Regions from separate parts of the Mus musculus genome. Here all the other regions are linked to region 4. The links are chromatin contacts, called in public promoter capture Hi-C maps. All regions are on one chromosome and are shown on one strand. The core of a region is the stretch at or near the end of the contact, and the rest is flanking DNA. Distances in the headings are between cores, read along the strand shown. Region 1 holds the start of Oscp1 (organic solute carrier partner 1). Region 2 holds the start of Stk40 (serine/threonine kinase 40). Region 3 holds the start of Col9a2 (collagen, type IX, alpha 2). Region 4 holds the start of Akirin1 (akirin 1).

What was found. Promoter capture Hi-C pulls out the DNA fragments that hold promoters and counts their contacts.
Region 1: a contact with region 4 is called in a promoter capture Hi-C map of liver, with 4 times the contacts expected there. The contact joins the promoter of Oscp1 here to the promoter of Akirin1 in region 4. A contact is called at or near these places in 3 of 39 promoter capture datasets (hippocampal neurons and liver) and 1 of 115 datasets of contacts at active chromatin or transcription factors (embryonic forebrain).
Region 2: a promoter capture Hi-C map of liver shows a contact between it and region 4, with 2.8 times the contacts expected there. The contact joins the promoter of Stk40 here to the promoter of Akirin1 in region 4. A contact is called at or near these places in 2 of 39 promoter capture datasets (both in liver).
Region 3: a contact with region 4 is called in a promoter capture Hi-C map of pre-B cells, with 4 times the contacts expected there. The contact joins the promoter of Col9a2 here to the promoter of Akirin1 in region 4. A contact is called at or near these places in 1 of 39 promoter capture datasets (pre-B cells) and 1 of 115 datasets of contacts at active chromatin or transcription factors (large pre-B cells).

Annotation. Positions count from the first base shown.
Region 1 is chr4:126,057,105-126,059,986 of GRCm38.p6, reverse strand. It overlaps Oscp1 (organic solute carrier partner 1), which reads right to left and starts at 1,422. Exons shown (of 10, transcript NM_172701.3): 1 at 1,195-1,422. The coding sequence starts at 1,306.
Region 2 is chr4:126,102,562-126,105,420 of GRCm38.p6, reverse strand. Stk40 (serine/threonine kinase 40) reads right to left here and starts at 1,464. Exons shown (of 11, transcript NM_028800.3): 1 at 1,275-1,464.
Region 3 is chr4:121,038,071-121,041,112 of GRCm38.p6, reverse strand. Col9a2 (collagen, type IX, alpha 2) reads right to left here and starts at 1,547. Exons shown (of 32, transcript NM_007741.2): 1 at 1,327-1,547; 2 at 74-148. The coding sequence starts at 1,398.
Region 4 is chr4:123,748,937-123,752,087 of GRCm38.p6, reverse strand. It overlaps Akirin1 (akirin 1), which reads left to right and starts at 1,789. Exons shown (of 5, transcript NM_023423.3): 1 at 1,789-2,140. The coding sequence starts at 1,924.

The DNA.
Region 1 (2,882 bases), core at 173-2,672, 2.3 Mb before region 4:
GTCCTGACTTCCTTTGGTGATGAACAGCAGCATGGAAGTGTAAGCCGAATAAACCCTTTCCTCCCCAACTTGCTTCTTGGTCATGATGTTTGTGCAGGAATAGAAACCCTGACTAAGACAGTGTCCTAATCGGAGGGCCCCAACGTGTTCTGCCTAGGACTTGGTCTCCATTTAGACAGGAGTGGAAGGTTGTCGGCAATTTTGAGGAGAGACATACTAGACATATTTGCATTTTATAAAGCCCCACTAGACATATTTGCATTTTGTAAAGCCCCTGGTAGCAAGGCTGGGAATGAATGGAAGGGAGTGGTCCAGAGGGTTCTCTTGTCTGTTTACGTATGCACTTACACAAAATCAGACACACCATCTGAATGTGCCTGTTTAACATCAATGGAGGGGACATAAGCTGTTGGGAGGAAATCGAGCTTTCATTAGTGTTCAGTTGTCCTTTAGATAAATGTTTACTCCTCTGCCTACAAATACAATAGCCCAGCAAATTTGGTGAACAAAGTTGTTTGCTGAGAAGTAAGATAGACTGGCAGCGTGTTTTGGGTGGTCGTTTCTCTCTGCACTACACATGGCATAATTTTGCATTTTATAAGCCTTCCAAAAGTATTTTCACAATTGCAACCCCTTCCAACACTTGCAAAATCAAGAAGCATGTTTTCGTTCTTATCTATATTATTTTGGGGCCCTACATTTCTAGAAATGGCTTCTGAAATGAGCATGACCAGGCTTCTGCTTACGTAGGAGGACAGAGACGCGGGCGTCCCCATCTGTTTTGTGGGGGTTAACGGATGGTTATACCTGCCAAAAGTATCTTGTCAACTGTAACTACTTTTGGAAATAGACAGATTTCCAGAGACTGGGAAATCGAGGGCTCAGGCACTGTAAGTATGTCCAATGTATTAGGCTTCTCTGTGGGGAAATGCTCTTTTGGAGAATTAATTTGACTCCGGAGGGCTTCCAACTGCATGGGCTCTGCGTCTTTTGAGAAAGATACCCGGCTGTCAAAGAGAAGTGCGCAGAGGCATCGGTTTGGCTATTGGGATGAGGGGAAGGGGGTCAGGTGCCGGTCGGCCTGGGTATCAGGACGGAGGTTGGAGGGGGGCTGGTGCTAGGCTGCGGTTCTGTATAGGGACATTTAGTGCGGTGAGGAAGGGAACAGATCAAGGCTGCGGGGGCGTTACTTACCTTTGCGGGCCTTGTCTCCGGGGATGTTCTGGGCCCTCAGTCGCTGGTCTAGGACGTAAAGCATCTCCCCGCCCAAGTTCAAAAAGAGCAGCGGCAGAGTCCGAACCGACATAGTGCCGGAAACCCGCAGGGTAGATGAAGGAAGAACCCCAGGGTTTGTGATTTAGCAGCCTGGAGGCCCCTACGCGTCCATAGCCCGGTTGCTGGGGCAACGCCGGGAACAGAAAGGCGAACCAATCACATGGTGGATTGATAGGAGGTGGCCGAAGACCGGCGCTTATTGGGTTAAGTGACAAAGATCGCTTCAGGGGATTGGTTCAAACGGAGGCGCGCACCTTTGGCCTCCCGGGAGCGCTGGTTTTGAGTTTTCCAGTTTAGCTTTGGTGTCGCCGGGAGCGTTCCAGCCAGCCGCGCGTATCTGCCGTGGCCCAGCCATCGCACCGGAAACTAGGAAAATCAACCCCAGCGTCTTCGGAGTCGTTCGCCTAGAGTCGTCTAGCGTCCCGGTCCGCCATGGCCTGCTGTGCTGCGGGCAGATTTGTGAACTATCTCCCAGGGACGTGCAGAGGAACCAGTGAGGTCATGGCAAGCGCCACGAAGGCATTCTGAGTTATTATAATCCCTCATCTCGATTAGTTATATCATTTGTCTCCTTTCTAACCCCTCCTGGAAGCGATGTTACGCCGGATTTACTACTCAGTGAGGCAACCCAGCCCGGCCCTCCTAGCAACTTAAGTAGCACCCTCGCGTTTCTTCACCTACGGCTGGACCTTTTCAGACGATTCGTCATCAGTGTTTCTGCTAAGCACTTCTCTCTCCAGCCACAGCAATCTTGAGACTTGAGCTTTGGAACCTACATCCACCTCCTTTAATAATCAGCCACTTCCTCCTTTTCCTTGTAGAATCCTCGCATTCCTTAATTCCCCTTTCTGCATTCCTACGTTCCTCTGTGTCACTGCTCTGATGCTGTTGGACTAAATTTCAAAAGGCGCCGCTTACAAAACACAGCTCATTCCTTCAATGTCTTCCTTCCTGCTTGTGGCATCCTCCACGTCACACCTTCTAGTCGTTTTTCTTTCCTCCCAAGAGCCAAACTTTTTAAAATTGTCTAGTACAACTTGAACCTTTTTGTTTTGTTTTGAAACAGGGTTTCTCTGTGTTGTCCTGGCTGTCCTGGAACTTGCTCTGTAGACCAGGCTGGCTTCAAACTCGGAGATCCACCTGCTTCAGGCTCTGGGAGTGCTGTGACCCGGCACATGAGCTTAACACCTCAGCCCCACCTGTAATAAACATCTTTATCTTCTGGTGGGCCTTATGCATTTTGTTATCTGCCCAGCTTCCAACACTATCTCAAGTTTTGGCAGAACACGGTCCCTTTCAGAGTTTGCCTCTGTGTACTGTCAGACTGGATAGGGTCAAGACAGAGCAGCAAGGTGTGGCTGCACTTGCCTTTGATCCCAGCACTTTGTAAGCAGAGTCCAGCCTGGTCTACATAGCAAGTTCTAGGACAGTCAGGACTGGGTCCCTGTCTTTAAAACCAACAAAAATCAGGCTGGAGAGATGGCTCAGCGGTTAAGATCACTGACTGCTCTTCCGAAGGTCCTGAGTTCAATTCCCAGCAACCACATGGTAGCTCACACCCATCCGTAACGAGATCTGGCGCCCTCTTCTGGAGTGTCTGAAGACAG
Region 2 (2,859 bases), core at 215-2,714, 2.4 Mb before region 4:
GCAGGTCAGTTTCCTCTAGCTGGACAGTGAACTAGTTCGGATAAGAACCTCTTTATTAGGTGTTAGCGCAACTCTCCATAATGACTCTTTTTACCATGGCCAGTGGTTTGCAAATGAGGACGAATACAAATGACCCAAGGTCGGGCAACCAGAAAGCAGCGGCACCAGAATCTGAATTTAAGGAGTCCAGAGCAAGGTTGACACACACTTTTAATCCCAGGCTTTAAGGAGTGAGCCTCCAAAGCCTACGAATACTACACAGCACTAGGCTCTACAGGCAGGGCCCTTTTGTTATGAGAAAAATGAATGAATGAATGAATGAATGAATGGGGACTATCTCTGGCAGAGATAGTCTAATCCACAATCAAATAACAGGGCCTTTAAGGAGGAACTCACAACGTTGTTTATAAATAAGGGCTATAGGATTTTGCTCTTCCTTATCTCATGCAAAACTACTCAGCCGAGAGGGAAAGGCGCCCAGCCCAGCGTGACTACCCTCTTCCTCAATGATTCTCAAAACCAGCAAAGCCAACCGGTTTCCTCCAGTGACTTAAAACAGAGCAAAGTCTATCCTGCCACCGAAGGTGGCTGTCAGCTCTTCCTTCTGCCAACAACCTGGGGGAGTGGGGGTGGACGGAGAAGCCACCGGGAATCCGAAAGCTCCTACCCAAGATTGAAAGGTGGGGCCAAGCATCGTAGGAATGGGCGGGCCTGACCAGGATGGCAGGTGAAACACTGACCACAGCAAGCTCTCCCACGGTGAAGACCGGCCCAACGTGGATCTGGCAAGCAGGTTGCTGTGACTCGCACCTGAACGCCGCCCAGGATGTGAAAATTCCCCAGCAGCGATGGTGTTGGTGCCAACGGGTGAGGGCTCCAGGAGGAAAACCTTGGCTGGCTCTCCTTGGGGACTCGTTCTAACTTTCAAGTCACTCTCTAGGTCAGGAGAGAAGCATGGAGAGGAGGAGCGGGTCTCTCTGGGAGAAAAACTAGAGCGGGCCAAACGCCGGCTGCTTCGATGACTGGTTGAGTGGGTCTGGGCAAGGCGAGCAGTGCCCATTTCCCAGGGCTGCGGCAAAAGACCGAGGCTCCCGGCAGCCGACGCCCCCGCTGCCGGGAAGGACAGACCTCCAGTGGCGGAGGGGGAATTCACTATAGCCGTTCTGGTCGCGCCGGTCAGCTTCGGGCTGTCACCGGGGTCCCTCCGCCACGGTGGCCCGCCCCGCCAGCACGCAGCCCCCACCCGGCTCCGCGTCCCGGGACCCCGAACTCACCTTTCCCGGGGAATCAGCGCTCCTTGCCCATAGTCCGCAGCCCAGAGTCGGGGCTGCTCGGCGCTCCGTCCCGGGGGCCGGGGCCGGGCCGGGGGCGTGGGAGCCGCTCACCGCCGCCTCCCAGCGCAGCCGCCAGAGCTGCCGCCGCCGCCTCCCTCCATGGCTGCGGCGCCGCCACCTGACAACGGAAGTGACGCATAGGCTCTCGGCCCCGCCTCCCGCCCCCTCGCCTGAGTTTGGGGTTGGTGCGCCATCTTCAGGATGGGCGGAAGCCTTCAGGCAGGAAGCCCAGATAAGATCGCCAATTGGTTCTGGGTGGAGTCTGGGTCGAAATCTGTAAAGTGATTGGACAGTCAGGGGGCGGTACTTACCGCTAATCTACATCTACAGTGGGACTGGGACAGAGGCGCCGGTCCGCCTTGGCTCTGCAGAACCTCACCGACTTATGCTCTCCTTGCTGGGGTTGGGGACGTCTCTAAGTGGTTGCAAAACCCGCCAACTGCACTGCATTCTTTAGAAAAGTAGTCTTTCTTTGCTCCCCATTTCTCGGCTTCTGGAAATTTGTGTGGGAAAGTGCTGAAGTTGGGTACAAGAGAAGTCAAGAATTGGCTGTCGCTACTGTCACAATTCATTTCACTTTAGGCCCTTCAGAAACCCCAAAGATGGCCAAGTTCATCTTGGACATCCCTAGAGTCTTGTCCAGGGAGATTGCAGTGAAGAGTTCCAATGAACGACTTCAGCCGGCTGTCTACCTCACTCCCTCCTGCCAGTTTCCGTCCTTTCTCCTCCTTCAGCAGCCACGCCCTCCATGAATCAGCTTCTTGCACCAGCAGATGAGCCCTTTAAAGGGATTGCATCAGTCTGGTGACTCACTGGGGGCCCTCGAAAATCCTGGCTTCCGTCCACTGCCGTGTAGAAGCGGCCAGAAGGGCTCGGTGGCAGCAGTACCAGCGGCCATAGTCCCACTCCTTTGTCTCAGAGTTAACAAGTGTACTTGATGACACTCTTCCCTCCCCTGGGTCATTCTGGATCCACGTGTAGACACACGTGGACACGACTAAGCCCTGCTAGGACACCGAAGGCTGGTCTTCATAATGAAGTCCCAGCCTGAATCCTTTCTTAATGTCTTTGATTGGCTTGGTGGCCATTCAGCTGCAGATAATGCTGAATAACTAGTAATGATACCAGCTCCTAAGGCCCTGTCTTATGCAAAATGAGGCACTTTTAGAGACCTGTTAACAAATGCAGAAGGTAGCACTCAGAGAGAGAGGGTAACCTCTGCCGTGACACCCAGCTAATAATGGCTGGGCTGTGGTTTGAAGAAAGTTTCGTGGGTTCCAAAAAGGCTAGAGCTTGAATCCCCATTGTATCACTTACAAACTAGGTAATTCAGTGTAAATCCTGGCTGCCCAAGTGGGGATAACACATTACACCAACCATGGGAGGACCCAAGGAGTTTCACATCCAGCTAACCACACCCTATAGATGCCCACTGGTCTCAGTCGGGGAACCTCTAGGAGGCACGTGACTCAAAGGCAGGCATCCAGAAGGCCGGCCCACTTTGCTCCTCTCTCTGACAAAGTGA
Region 3 (3,042 bases), core at 298-2,797, 2.7 Mb after region 4:
CCACCCCTGCGCTCATAAAGTTCTCCTTTGTGGATAGCCCTGCTTCCTCTCAAGTCTGAAGTTAGATACTCACGTCGATGCCATCTGAACCAGGCACTCCTGGTGGCCCTGGTGGCCCTGGAGGACCCGGCTCCCCTGGTGGACCTCTCTGAAAATACACAAGAGTGCAGCCCTCAGACAGTACGCAGAACTGGGCTCCCAGGGGCTGCTGGAGACCCCGAGAGCAAAGGTGACTAGGGCAGCATCTCCCCAAGGAGATGGTGCTTCATGGGGAGTTTGTTGAGCAGCTACTGTGTGTCAGGCACTGTGTGCCATTATGCTCTGTTACTTTATGAACTACTCAGAACTCGGGGGGGGGTACTATTAGGGGTGACAAGCAGAGGGTGAGGAAACACAAAAAGACTCAAGGCTCGTGATCACTGCAAGTGAATGCTGAAACCGTGATTACACCCTAGGTTGGCTGGCTTCTTCCCCTGGGTCACACGGTCTTTGCACTGTCACGATAGGAAATAGATGAAGACATCATTTGCTCAAATCACAGATGATGTGCAAGATGGCACCTAGCCAACGATGGCCGTTCGAACTATTGCTGTTTTCTAACCAACAACAGGTATAGCGGTGAACTGGCACCTCTCCCTCGTCCCTGGTGCAGGTAAAGAGACCTCAGAGAAGAAGGAAAGCTGGGACTCTTCCCACCCAATCCTCCCTAAGGTAGCGAACCAGCCCCGACTCAGGAAGTCCACGCGTGCCAGATGCTGGCGCCAGGTGCCCTCCCCAGGTTAAGATGTGCCAGGCTGGCGCCTCACAGGCGAACTGTACCCCTACACTAGCACTGCTTGGTGAGCGGGCCCAGCATCCCCATTTGGTCCTAAACCGGGCATCTCTTTCCTAGGGCCCAGCTGTCCCTGCGAAGTGAGGCAGAAGCCCACAGTCAGGAAACGGACATATTGGGGCGACAGGGAAGTCTGGCTGGAGCCTGGGTCCCTTAGGAGACTCCGGGGGCGGAGGCTCCGCTGTCGACTGAATAGCCACCATTGTCTCCGCACCACCTGGGCTCTCTCCACTGCCAGGCCCCCGCGCCATCTCCTGCTCGACGCTGCCTGTCCCAGGCAAGGCCAAGCATCCCGAGGCAAGGTCCCTCTGGTTCCCGGACTAGTCAATCTCCCTTCACCGCGAGCGGTTTGCCGGGTATGCATCACCCCAGCGGCTCTGTCCTCAGCTGCCCCTCAGGCTAGGGACAGACTAGAACAGGTCCTAAAGACTCCAGGATCCTAAACCCAGGCTCTGCACCAGGGACGGCGGAGACAGAGAAGTGACAGGACTTACGATCTGAGCCAGGGCGAGCCACAGCACCTGGAGGAGAACGAACAGGCTGCGGGGCGCGGGCACGGCGGTCATGGCGAACAGCGGGTTCTGGAGCGGGGGTCCAAGCACCGATGGCGGGGGCTGCTTTCGGAGCCTCGGACTGGATCTCCCGAAAACGCAGCTAGACGGGCCGGGGCGGGGACCTGCAGGCCTGTCACCTGAGAGCACTGTGGGGAGGAACTGTCCAGCTCCGCCCGGTCAGGGGCGGATCTTCTGTGCCCACCCTGGGTCTGCATTCTGAGTTTGACCAGACGCCCCAGCTGGGAAGTCCCGGGGGCATCTCGGGGTACGGGACTACTTTCTGTGTGAAGAGCAGAAGTCCATTCGAAGTCCCTTTCCTCCTTGCCTCCAAGATCAAAGCCTTCCTCCTGGCCCTCAGCCCCATCCTTTCCCCGGGCAAGCTTGTCTGGGTCCTTTATCCTCCAGAGCCTCAACCATCTCAGGTTCTGGAGACCTGGCCAGGACTCCACCAACTCCATCTTTTCTAAATTGGCTCAGTCCTCTCCACAAACAATCAGGTCCCTGCCATATTAAAACACACCAACATCTTTCTTGAATCTGCCACCTCGGGAATTCCCCATCTGCCTCTTCTCTCCCCCTCCACCATCAATTCCATTAGAGTTGTCTGTGGCCTCTAAATTTCCCTTTCCTCTCGCCTCCCTGCTTCCATCGACCAGTGCGATCCGAACATCTTCCATCCTTGAGGCATCCTGTTAGCATTTGGATCTGCCCTTGGCAATGCCAGTCCTTCACGTCTTCTCTCCCAAGCATCCACCAGGCATCCACCCCATGTGACCTTGTACAGTTATATCCTTTGAAGACAAGTTTTTATCTATGCGAATGAGTGTTTTGCCCTCAGGTATGACCCTGTCCCATGGGGGACCAGACATCCTTGGAACTGGAGTTGTAGAAAGGTGTAAGCTCCTACGTGGGTGCTGGCAACAACCTGGGTTTTTGCAAGAAGAGCACGAGCTCTTCAGCAGGGAGCCATCTCTCCAGATCCCTACAATTACATATTAAGGAGGAGTACATGTTCTATGAAAAGTGTCCCTTAGACTATCAAACACCACAATGCATAGTCACACAAACTAAAATGGACCTGGGCTATCTAACCGTGTGGAACCACCTGCATGTGTGAGGTCCACTGTCAGCCAAGTGACACGATTGTCTTTCTCCTCAGCGGCACCTGCATGCTGCTGTCTCCTGGACTGGGAGAGACTTCTCCCTCACCCCCTTTCAACTGACCTCCCAAGTTCATGGAAACAGCCACCACTTTATTCAGTAACACCCCAAACCCACCTGTCTGGTCACCTCGGTCCAGAGCCCCTTTCTCCTCTCCTTCTCTTCCACTCACTGGCTAAGGGCAGTGGATCTCATGCAGCCACTAACCACAGTTATGACCACAGACACCTCCATGACATAAATGAAGTCTTAGTTTCCTCCTCTGTAACTGGGAACAACATGGTCCCTATCTTAAAGAATTTGCTTGAAGATTGAAGGAGCTGATGGTGGCAGCTGCTTAATGTGACAGCAGTGCGCTGTGACCCTCAGTATCATTTGCTCTTGGTATCCAACTGGCCTCCAGTATGGAAACTTGACCACAAGCAAATCAAGTGACCTGGCCAAGGAGGAGGCCTGGACAGATGGCTCCACAGATAAAAGCACTCCTTACTTTTG
Region 4 (3,151 bases), core at 540-3,039:
AGAGAGGTGTGTTTAAAATGACTACCCAAGGGACATACTTTTCAAGTCTTCTAATCGTTCACTTTGGATCTGTTTATACCACAAGAAAACAATTTACTTGATGCTCTTAGGTCCCCTTAAAAAATAACCATCGTGAAGTGGCTTTTCATGTCCTTGGCTTTTATTGAACATAGAAACAGCCATGCAAGCGGTCTTAAAGGCTTTATTACATCATTGTTTCCTAATAAAGTCATGACAGTCTACCTTTGGAATTAAAGTGATACACAAAATGATGGTCTGTGTCCTCTGGTGAACTGGTTCCATTCAGATAACACCTATTCATCATGACTATGGTTTCATTTTTCTTTAGCCTTCAAGAAGCTCAGAACTGAATTTTAAATTCAGTCATTTACCACCAAGATAATTGTGAGGTTTTTTTTTTTTAAAAAAAACTCTAATGTTTTATTTCTAGATTTTAGTTTAAACCACGTTACATCTATATTGACAATAAATGTGCTAAAATAAACTTAACATGGGTAATGTGCCTAGGGAGGCTTGAATCCCAATATGGCAAAACAAACAGAAAACCAGCAATTTGGTATGCTGTGCTGTCTTATATTTTACAGAAATAAATGTGAAAGTATATGACCTATGTTATGATCTTTAAAGAGTTTGTAGAAACGGAAGAGGACTCAGAGAAAAGCAACCAAAACGAACAGGAGGAGAAGGAAGAAGAGGCGGAGAAGGAGGAGGAAGATTGGAGATAGTATGCCTTTATTGTCTAACCCCAAGTGTGTTGAAGTACTGTGACAGCCATCTTGGCAATTAGAAATGAGTATCTAAAATTTGGACTGTTCTAGAAAAATCTGTTACAGAGATAATGTTAAAGCCAGATTACAGGAATCACAGCCACTAATATACAAATAATTACAGAAAGGCTTTGAATGTGGAGGTGTTGTTCTGATGACTCTATTGATGTATTTGAAAGCACTGGAGTTACTCCCCAGGAAAATTACAACCAGAGTTCCCTAAAGCAGAACCTCCCTGTTTTCTATTCATTTGCTGAATATCAAAAGCATTTTCCAGCCAACAGTACGGCAGAGAATCTCGATTGACCCGAGGAAGAACCAGTCTGAGTTGCCAAGTCGGATGAGGAAGCCAACTGCCAAATCAGCTATCAGGGGAAGTTCCTAACACCCTGGTATCACTTGGTTAGACAGTTTAAGCCAGTGAGTTTTCTGGTAGGATTGTTTTTTGTTTTTTTTTTTTTCCTTTTAATCCTTTTTTGCGTAACACATATCCATTTAGTGATCCGATTAATGGCCGGGTCATCTATCCCCAAAATACATTCATTTGTAACACACCTCCCCTTCCAATTTTGCCCATGATTGCACAGGGTTCGTGGATTAAATAAAGTCTATCCTTAGATAACCCGGTTATGTTTGTGAAGATTTCCTGGGACTCAAGACAAAATCCTTTGATAACCCTTTAGAATCACCTCTTTTATCGGTCACGCGGCCAAGGGAACCCCGGTCTCCCAGGGTCTCTCCCATCCCCCGCCCCCGAGGCCCCTGCCGCGCAGGTGCGAAAGACCTCCCAGGCCACTCCGGCAGAGAGCGTGAAGGGGGGGGCCCTGGGAGGGGCGGGGGCGGGGGTGTTGCTAGGCGACCACGCTCTCCGCCCAGACCGGCCTACTTCTTCCGCAGGGGGCGCCATGGGCCGAGCCCAGGCTCGCGGGCCTCCCGGATCGGCCCTTTTCCGACTTCTTCCCCTCTGCCGGGCGGTGGCGCACGCCCGTGACGTCACAGGAGGCGGGGCCAGCGCGGCTGCCGGGTGCCGGAGGCGCCATTGGAGCCGGCTTGGCTTGGGAGCCGTAGCTGAAGAGTTGGATCCAGGGCAGTCCTTGCTGCCGCGTCTGCGTCTGGTCTCTGGCCCTTCCGCGGGATGGCGTGCGGGGCGACACTGAAGCGGCCCATGGAGTTCGAGGCGGCGCTGCTGAGCCCCGGTTCCCCGAAGCGGCGACGCTGCGCCCCTCTGCCCGGCCCCACTCCGGGCCTCAGGCCCCCGGACGCCGAGCCGCCGCCGCTTCAGATGCAGACGCCGCCGGCGAGCCTCCAGCAGCCTGCCCCACCCGGCAGCGAGCGTCGTCTTCCAACTCCCGGTAACCTGCGCTGCTGCTGCGGACTTGGCAGGAAGCCAGGCCCGGGCGTGGGGGGCGGGGAGGGTGCGGGGGTCGTGGACACCGGCCGAGATCACCTCCGCACCCCATATCGGCCTTGGGAGAAAAAGGAACTGGGGTGCTGCTGGGCCCGGTTGCTTCCGGGGACGAGAGACATCCGGGAAGGGCAGTGACCCCACAGTGTCGGTTTTCGGGTTTCCTGGAGCTGGAGAGTCTGAGGGGTGGGCACCAAAATGAGGTGGGGATACCCCAGACCGCCGAAGGCTCTTGGTGTCCCTGAAGCCCCTCCTGCCTCCGCTTGTGCGGAACCTCCCGGGAGATCCAGTGGGCCATGGAAAATTGGATTCTGCTCACGAACCCAGCCATGAGTGGGGCGGGAGACGGATAGAGGGGAAGGGGCGTGAGCGTATGTAGCGCCGCAAGGTGCTTTTAGGAAGACTTGATTTCTAGAATTCTTTAGGGAGCAGAAGCCATGGAATGCAATTTCAACCAGACTATTTCTTAAGAGACGGACTGACCTTGTTTTATCGTGTGGCTATTGTCTTGTTTCGGGTATGGCTTGAAGTGGGTAGTTGGTTGGCTAGTATTTGAGAATCCTTAAGTATACAGAGATTCTGTACTCAAAATTCAAATATCTAATACAGTGACTCGACTTGAGTAAGGCACTTCGTTTTAGACAAGGCAAAAAGAAGGACTCATGGGGCAGTAAAGATGCCTATCATATTGCAGTAGGAGGAGGGAACGCGCTTCAGCACCCATATTCAGCAAATTAGAGGGATCCCAGAAATAATCCCTCAAAAGTGGATTTGGCCAAGTTGTTTCTTTGTTTTCTTCTTATTGTTGTTCCTCAAGCATTAGGAAAACCTGCAGTCCCTTTAAATCATTTTTCCCCCTTACATCTTGCAGTCTCTAGTGCCTCTAGTTTTCATTTCCTCCTTCCTGTGCTTAGCCCCTCAAGGATACTGCTGCCACCAGCAGTCCTCTCGAGCTTTA